2 separate regions of the Hordeum vulgare genome follow, and region 2 is linked to region 1. A link is a contact called in public Hi-C data. All regions are on one chromosome and are shown on one strand. The core of a region is the stretch at or near the end of the contact, and the rest is flanking DNA. Distances in the headings are between cores, read along the strand shown.

Region 1 (4,476 bases), core at 469-2,968:
CCTCGCCGGACTGGCTCGAATAAAGGGACGTCATCGATATAGAACCATTCCGAAGACCATTCATCGGTCTCTTCATTTGGTGTACCGACTGGGTATCCGGTGGCCGCTATGCACCACACTTTGGCGCTGCCTACTTCTTGGATGGAGGCTCCATTAGTCCGGGGAACAATGCAAAAGTACTTCCTCCATAAATTGAAATGAGGTTCGCAGCCTAATAACATCTCGCAGAGGGCCACGAAACCTGAGATGTGTAGGATGGAACCAGGGGATAGGTTGTGGAGTTGCAGCCCGTAAAACTCCAGCAGACCTCTCAAAAAAGGATGGATGGGAAATCCCAGCCCACGTAGCAGGAAGGAGGTAAAGCAGACCCTTTCGCCTTTTTGTGGAATGGGGGATTTCTCTGCGAAGTCCTCGCCATTATAGGCAGTCTAGCCGACACGCGTGGGTGCGAGGTCAGAGGAGGGAAGATACCCTTGGATTTCAAGGTCCCGCAACCGAAGCTGAGAAACGAAGCAACTGGCCGAGTCACCCGGTTGAGGGCCGAAGGGACGAGAGGAGGAACTCACCATGAATCTGGCTCCTAAGATTCTAGGGTTTCCTTGACCGCGCTTACGGGGAAAGAATGGAGGTATGGCCCTGGACCTGGGCCCTTGTTTACTTATAAATAAGGACACCTTCCCCCCACGTCTGTAAGAGACGGTTTCGCTGAATCATTGGGGCGCGTGCCAAAATTTAAGACACACGATACTCGATAGAATATTAAAGTTCAGGGACATGATTGAAGGTTATGGGTCTCGCGATACTTCGACATTTGAAGATTCGGCAAAGACTAGTTCGTCATGCTACAAATCGGAAAAGGAACTCGCCTTTCCTCGATTACCAAATATGTGAAAAGCTGTCGAAGACTCTACGTAAGGGCATGGAAGGCTAGTTCATGGGCTACCGAGGGAGTCCTGGACTAAGGGGTCCTCGGGGCGCCGACCCATGGACCGGATCATCAGAGTCCGGATGGTTGATGACTTCGTACGAAGGAAGGAAGGCACCGAGGATTGACGTGGACTCCAAGCTTAGAAGGACTAGGTCGGCTCATCTATTCCCGATTATAGTCGGTATCTTGTAAACCCTAGGGACCCTGGTGTCTATATAAACCAGGGACCCGTGTCCGTATAGGAGAGGCTGAATCATCTAGGATTTAACGCATACGATTTTGAGGTAGATCAACTCTGTAATCATCTTCATCAATACAATCAAGCAGGACGTATGGCATTACCTTCATAGAAGGGCCCGAACCTGAGTAAACTACTGTCTTTCCTCTTTTCGTGCAACCGATCGATCTAAGGTCCACAGTTTTGTTGCGAGAAATAGAAGGCGTTGGATAGAAACGAGCGGTTGATACGGCGCCCTCCTGTGCGGCTTCGCTTACCCACTCAAGCAGTCTAGCTGACTAGTAAGCAGCAACAGGGCACCAGCATTCGTCGCCGAGAAGTATCTCCCTTCCGCTCCCCTCTCCCCTAACCCTCCCCTGGTCTCGCACTCCGCCTCACTGGCCCGCCTCCGCCGTCTTGTAATTTCTCCGTCCGGCAGATCCCTCCACGGTTCCACCCGGACCCCTCTGCCATATCGATCTGCTTCTCCTCCCCGCCGGCCATGGCTGGGTAGTGCCGCCGCAATCGTGCGAATTGCGGTGGCTGGTCGTATTTGCTCTCCGTTGAGCCACCAATTCCGCGTCTCCTAATTCTTTCCGAGGTACGCGCCCTGTCTCTGATGGTCCTGTGAACATCCCTCGTCGCTACCTCCTGCTAATCATCGATTTAACAATACTGCTCTCAGCAGGTGCTCCCCAGCCGCCGCCGCCTCCACTAACTGCGCCTCACTTTCCTATTACTCGTGGATTTGAGGTAAAATCCGTCCACAGGCATCGATATGTGATGGAAGTGATGCCAATTTAGGTATATGTAATCGGTGTTGGGAGTAGGAGACTGGTTTGCTTTGATTTCTTACTAGTATAGAAAAATGATTATTGAATTTGGGGTAATGAGTGCAATATATTCACATGAGAAATATATGTACCTTATGTCGGATATTTTGCAGCAACTTTTGAATGTTTGGCATTTCCTAGGCTTTAGGATGACGATCTCAATATCTTTTGCACGCTGGTAGTAATCCATTCCAATTGTTGCATGTCTTTCATTCCTGGCCTGTCTCTTATGAACCTACTATATATATCTCTGATTTCTTCCCTCTGAATTTGTATGCAGTGCCGTGGTGTGATGGCAGATGTTCAAGATGGTCAGTATGATTCGTCCACTGACAGCTTGCGCGTTGAGCCTATTTATGAATCATTTCTTTGTCCACTGACAAAACAAATTATGCGGGATCCTGTCACTTTAGAGAGTGGTGCTACATTTGAACGTGAAGCCATTTTGAAGTGGTTCAAGGAATCTGATAGCAGTGGAAGGAGCCTTGTCTGCCCTATTACTAGGAAGGAGCTCAGCAGCACTGAGTTGAATCCAAGTATTGCTCTGAGAAACACTATTGATGAATGGATGCATAGGAATCAGGCAGCTAAACTTGATGTAGCCCGTAAATCCTTAACTTCTGAGAATTCAGAACATGATACTTTGCAAGCACTTGAATATGTTGTGGAGATATGTCAGAGAAGTAGATCCAGCAGACATGTAGTGAGGAAGCTTGGCTTGATAAGCTTAATTTCTGAGCTGTTGAAGAATAGTAGTACAAAAGTACGGCAAAAGGCATTGGAAAGTCTTTGCTTTATAGCTAAAGATGACAATGATAACAAGGTGCTTTTTTTACGAATCTACTTTCCATAGTTTTAAATTTGTCACCAATCTTGTGTTTCTAATATCCCAGATTTTTTTTCACAGGATGAGATTGCTGCCGGGGACAACATTCGCACAATAGTGAAGTTCTTATCTCATGGCCACGTCCAAGAGAAAGAACAGGCTGCATCTCTGTTATATGAACTTTCACAATATAAACCTCTTTCAGAAAAAATTGGGAGCGTTCCTGGGGCCATACTTATACTTGTTGGCTTGTCAAGTAGTAAAATAGAAAACCTGTTGACAGTTGATAGGGCTGATAAGACACTTGTGAATTTGGAGAGCTGTGAAAAAAATGTTAGACAGATGGCGGAAAACGGTAGACTGCAACCCCTTCTTAGGCTTCTCCTTGAAGGTATTATTTATACCATTTCATTATCTTGAAAGAAAGCAGAGATCCTGTATGTTGCCATTGCCATTACACTATTGAATGACTGTGATATGGTGATATTCTAATTTATTTGCTTCTCGTCTGTGTTTTGCTTTCCTGTGTTCATGTCTTGTTACTCTTTTATCTCCCCACCCATATTGAATACTCGTTTCTCACCACTTTTTGTTACCATATTTATAAAAAATACTTCGTCAAATACATAAAGGAGAAATCTATAACATATGAGGAACTAGACTCTTTACATAAAAAAAGAGTAATTATACACATTAGGATGTGGTGCATTACCCAGCTGCCTAGCTGCAGAATTTTCATTTATTTCAATATGGAGATAATTAATCGTGGGATTTCTGCATGCCTAAGATGGACAATTTCCATCCGATTATTTCTGTTCACTTGTATATAAGCTTTGTCACTGTGGTATTACTTCAGTGCATGGATAAGAATTGCCCCTCTAGCATCAATTTCTTCGGGCAGTTCATGTTGATCGAGTTAACTATTGTGGTGCCAGGTTCAGTTGGTATATGTTCACTCCAGTATTATATTTTTCTTACTAGGGGTGTCTTCTAGTTAGTGCATGCACTGTAGGAAAATTGTGGCACCGGAATGGTAGAAATGTTTTACGACTGATATTCATTTTCCAATGTTCTTTCTTCTCTTGTACTCAGGGCTTAGTTCCTTCTTGTGTGCATTTGTAGGTTCACCTGATACACAATTATCTATGGCTGCTTATGTCGGGGAGCTTGTTTTAACAAACGATGTGAAGGTCTTTGTGGCACAAACAGCAGGCTCTGCACTGGTCAATATCATGAAAAGTGGGAATAGGGAGGCTAGAGAAGCCGCTCTGAAGGCACTGAATCAAATTTCATCTTACGACGTCAGTGCGAAGATACTAATTGAAGCAGGTATTCTCCCACCTCTCATAGCAGACCTCTTTACAGTTGGCAGTAATCAGCTCCCAATGAGGTTGAAGGAGGTGTCAGCAACAATTCTTGCAAATGTTGTGGCATCAGGTGCAAATTTTCAGTCCATTCCACTTGACCACAACAGGCAGACACTGGTATCTGAAGAAATTGTTCACAATCTGCTTCATCTCATCAGCAATACAGGACCTGCAACTGAGTGTAAGTTACTCCAGGTGCTTGTTGGTTTAACTAGTTCTTCTACAACTGTCCAAAGCATAGTTGATGCCATCAAAAGCTCAGGGGCTACTGTCAGTTTAATTCAGTTTGTTGAAGCACCTCAAAG
Region 2 (4,106 bases), core at 987-3,486, 940 kb before region 1:
ATAAGCCTGACGGAGACCAGCAGGTAAACTAATCATCGTTTTGCACCACTCTTGCATTACAGCATCTATAAACTCTTTATTAAAAAGCTGCAATAGAACAAGCAGTAATCAACACACAAGCCCAATCTTTTTCAGGATACGGATGCCGTTTCTCTGAATAGAAAATATCAGAAATTTCACCTCCTGTATAACAATTCGTCTCCTGAAAAGTCCACCATCTTCTTCCTCTCCATCATCAAAATCATCAAAGTAATCGTCATCATCTCCATCATCATCCCCACCATCACCACCACCATGGCCAATTCTCTTCCCAATATCTCCACCACCGCCACCTGTCGCCAGCTGCAATGTCCGGAGAAGCACATGATGGATGGTAAAAGCAAGGAGAACTTTGTAATTAAACTAGTCCCATATGTTCAATTAATACGTATATTTCAATACACCAACTAAAAATTGTGTACAAGTCATAGTTCATGATAAACTAGAAGGATTAAGCGCGCATTGCTACGCCGTTGGTGTTGTTGTGTTTTTATAAAATAAATTAGTCTATTTGTTTTTTAAATATAGGTGTATTAGAGACTTTTTAAGTCAAAGCTCTTGAAGTTTGACCAAATTTATAGAGAACTATATTAATATTCATAATATCAAGTTGCAATCATTAAATTCATCATGAAATAGATTTTCATATTTTGTTTATTTAGTATTGTGGATGCCCATATTTTTTACTCCAAACTTAGTCAAAGTTAAATAAATTTGATTTTTCAAGAAAAAAATACACCTTATATCTTGGAACCGAGGGAGAATTTGATTTGGCTAGTGTGAGAGGCGATGGCCTATGTTTTGTATTTTATTTATAATGCGGTGTTTTGATGGGTCTTTCGTGGTGTGATTATGTGTTATGTGCTAATTAACCGATATTTACATCGGAAAACTTTCCGTGTCACTGTCTGCATGTACTATTTTGGTGTTACAATAATATATTTCTAGGTGGCGAGGGGTGCACGGGACTGATATATTATTATAAGTCGGTTGCTACCGATTAATTTTAAAAATCATTGACCAAGTCAAAATCATGAACCCAATCCCAAATCGAATACCTCAATCGAATCAAAAGGCTCCAAAATTAAGGAGCATTGTGAATTAAAAGAATTGAATAAAAGAGCTTGTTGAGAAATTGTCAACCCGGTCAAAATTGGGTGACCAAATCCAATTGGAGACCTCAATTGATTGTGAGGCCTCCAATCCTAGGGAGATTAGTGATATAGCATATAGACATTGGATCCCTAGGTATTGATGTTTGAACCATTGGTGTGTACATTAAACATCATGCATCTAAAGTAGAATGCACAAACAACATTTATCAGTTAGTTTTTGTTGTTTCAATCCCAAACAGCACAAACTTATTGTGTTCTCCTGATTTTGGTATAGGTGATGAAGGAATTGTACAGCCCAATCCTAAGTTAAAAGGATGGAAAAGGAGTACTACTCATACTTACTAATCATCACAAATAATATATACCACTACTCAACACAAAAACACAAGGTTGTCCGCACCAACATGCCTTATCCGTTATTTTGGTATATCCCCATCCATTTGTACAGCCATCTGATTTCAGAGCGGGTTCCTACTCAATTCATATACAAGTGCCATGCTACTCAACAACGAGGGGGCAAGGACAACATATCTCTCAGAAATTCCCTAACATATCTCATAAATTCACTTGTTTTTGCAGTTTTAATCGACTAGAAATAACAGGAATGGCTACCTCGGGCATGATTTTTTTCTTGCGCTGCGATAGGTCAAGCTTGGCCTTCTCGAGCGTGACGGCCCCGAACGCACCGTACTGCTTCCCGCCCTTCATCGCCGGCGGTACGCGGGGAGGCGCAGCCGCGGGTGCCGCAGCGCCGGGGGCGGACGCCGCGAGGCAACGCTCCAGCGAAGAGGCTGCTTCGGAGCGATCGCCTCGCCCGGCGGCAGAGGGTGACGCGGCGGACGAGGCGCAGGCGGAGACGGCGAGGCCTAGCCCCCGCCGGCGAGGGGCACGATGGCGGCAGCGTGAAGGCAGGAGACGGAGGAGGCCGCTGGTGGGACTGGGATGGGAGGGGTGGCCGTGGGCGTGGGGGAGGTTAGGGTGGAAGGCGGCGAGGGACGCCATCCGAGAGAGAGAGGGATGGGGGGTAGCGGTCGACGCCCTCCAGGGTCGTGCCGTCGCAGGGCTTTATCGAAAGCGGGGGCTATCTTGTTGATCTAGGTGCTCTTACATGATTTTGTTTTCTCTCTTTTTTAAATAACCACATACTTCATCCGTCCGAAATTAGTTACCATAAAAATAATAAAAATAAATATATTTAGAACTAAAATACATCTAGGTACATTCATTTCTACGACAAGTATTTCTAAACAAAGGAAGTATATTTCATTTGATAAACATATTAATACTCCCTCCGTTTTTAAATATAAGGAGGTGTTTGGTTGGGCTTCCAGCCAGCTTCCGGCTTCGAAGCCAAAAGCTCCTATTTAGGGGTTTCCGGCTGCAGCTGTGGCTTTCGGCTACAGCTGTGACAAGGCCGAAAGCCACAACTGCAGCCGGAAGCACCTAAATATGAGCTTTTGGCTTAGAAGCCGGTAGACGGAAGCTGGCTGGAAGCCCAACCAAACACCCTCTAAGACTTTTTAAAAAAATTAGTATAGACTAGATACGAAGCAAAATGAATGAATCTACACCCTAAAATATGACTACATACATGATACATTCGTATGTAGTTTATAGTGAAATCACTAAAAGATCTTATATTTAGGAATGAAAGGAGTACATGTCTTTTTAAGGTTCCATTAGGCTGTGTTCGGTTGACACGGTTGTGAGGAGGTTTTGGCACGGATTGCATGGATCTAATCCACTACAAGTCAAAATCCCCTCAAATCCCCTTGACAAAGGGTGTAAGAGCATCTTCATCCGTCCCCCCCCCCCCGGACCCAACGGGTTTTCGGCTTGTGGGGCTCACATTCTGAGTCACACCCCTGAGTTTTGGCACCAAGGCGCACATAAAAATTCAAAGTTTTCTTTCGGGCGACCATCATGCCACAGGTCGGCGATCACCACCACAGGTTGGCGATCATCATGCCAATAGTTCAGCGATCAAGAAGGCGGGAGCCGCGCACATAGAACTCAAATGACAAGCTCCTCGTCTCCTTCAGGGGCGGGAGAGGTCGGCATATGCTTCGGGGTCGTAGTGCTCGGTGTTGGTGATGTGGTCGCATTCGGCGTCGACGCGGTCGCCACCAATCCTGGCATAAGGTTCAAGATGAGGTTCCGCTCTGCCAAGTACAATGCCTTCACTCGCGGGTCCATCGTCGTCATGTCACCTCCTCCCATCATGGACACCAGGTCGGTGTTGCGCTTCTTCGCGGCCACGTTGGTCTTAAGAAGGTCGAGCTTGGGGTCCTGCTTCGTCATCAACGCCGACCACCTCGCCTCGGACTTCTCCTCCCTCATGGCGGAGTGTCTCTTGGCATCGGTGATGCATTGTTCGATCGACGCCTGCAGCTGATGGGGATATGTACCTAGGGTAGGGTCATATAGGCCTGACCTACAGGTCCTACCTAAGGGCACAACATTAAGGACTTAAAGATTTCAAGGAAGATTCCGACTGACTCGCCATGAGTCACTCGGTAGAGCATCCACTCGGAGATTTACTCTATCCACTCGACAGAAGACTTCCACTCGGAAGAATATGTAGCGAGTCGACCGTAGAAGTTCAGAAGTCACTCCAGAGAGGCCAAAGGGCAGGCATTCGGTTGGTCATCATAAGTAATATTTATTACGTACGTTATCAGTAAGGCACACCTTTTTCTTCATTAATCGAACGCTTGGTTGCATGGGCCTTGATGAGGGGTAGCGCACTCTATATAAGCCGCCCCTCCCCTGTGGAACAAGGGTTCGCACCCCTTGTAACACACACTCCACACAACAAGAGCTCCTGAGCACTGAGACATAGGGTTGTTACCTCCACGAAAGGGGCCTGAACTCATACATCGTGTGTACAAGCTTGTTGTATGTAGGACTCTGTCCTCTCCTTCCGTACCCCTCAGCTCTACTGTCAAGTTC

The links. A called contact is a pair of places that touch in the nucleus more often than the background predicts.
Region 2: a Hi-C map of leaf shows a contact between it and region 1, with 2.9 times the contacts expected there. The contact joins the promoter of LOC123400178 here to the promoter of LOC123451995 in region 1. A contact is called at or near these places in 2 of 6 Hi-C or Micro-C datasets (both in leaf).

What each region holds. Positions count from the first base shown.
Region 1 is chr5H:164,818,569-164,823,044 of MorexV3_pseudomolecules_assembly, reverse strand. LOC123451995 (U-box domain-containing protein 44-like) reads left to right here and starts at 1,718. Exons shown (of 5, transcript XM_045128565.1): 1 at 1,718-1,746; 2 at 1,834-1,898; 3 at 2,259-2,801; 4 at 2,886-3,195; 5 at 3,927-4,476. The coding sequence starts at 2,271.
Region 2 is chr5H:165,760,295-165,764,400 of MorexV3_pseudomolecules_assembly, reverse strand. LOC123400178 (protein RETICULATA-RELATED 1, chloroplastic-like) reads right to left here and starts at 2,236. Exons shown (of 8, transcript XM_045094596.1): 1 at 1,767-2,236; 2 at 181-342; 3 at 1-87. The coding sequence starts at 2,156.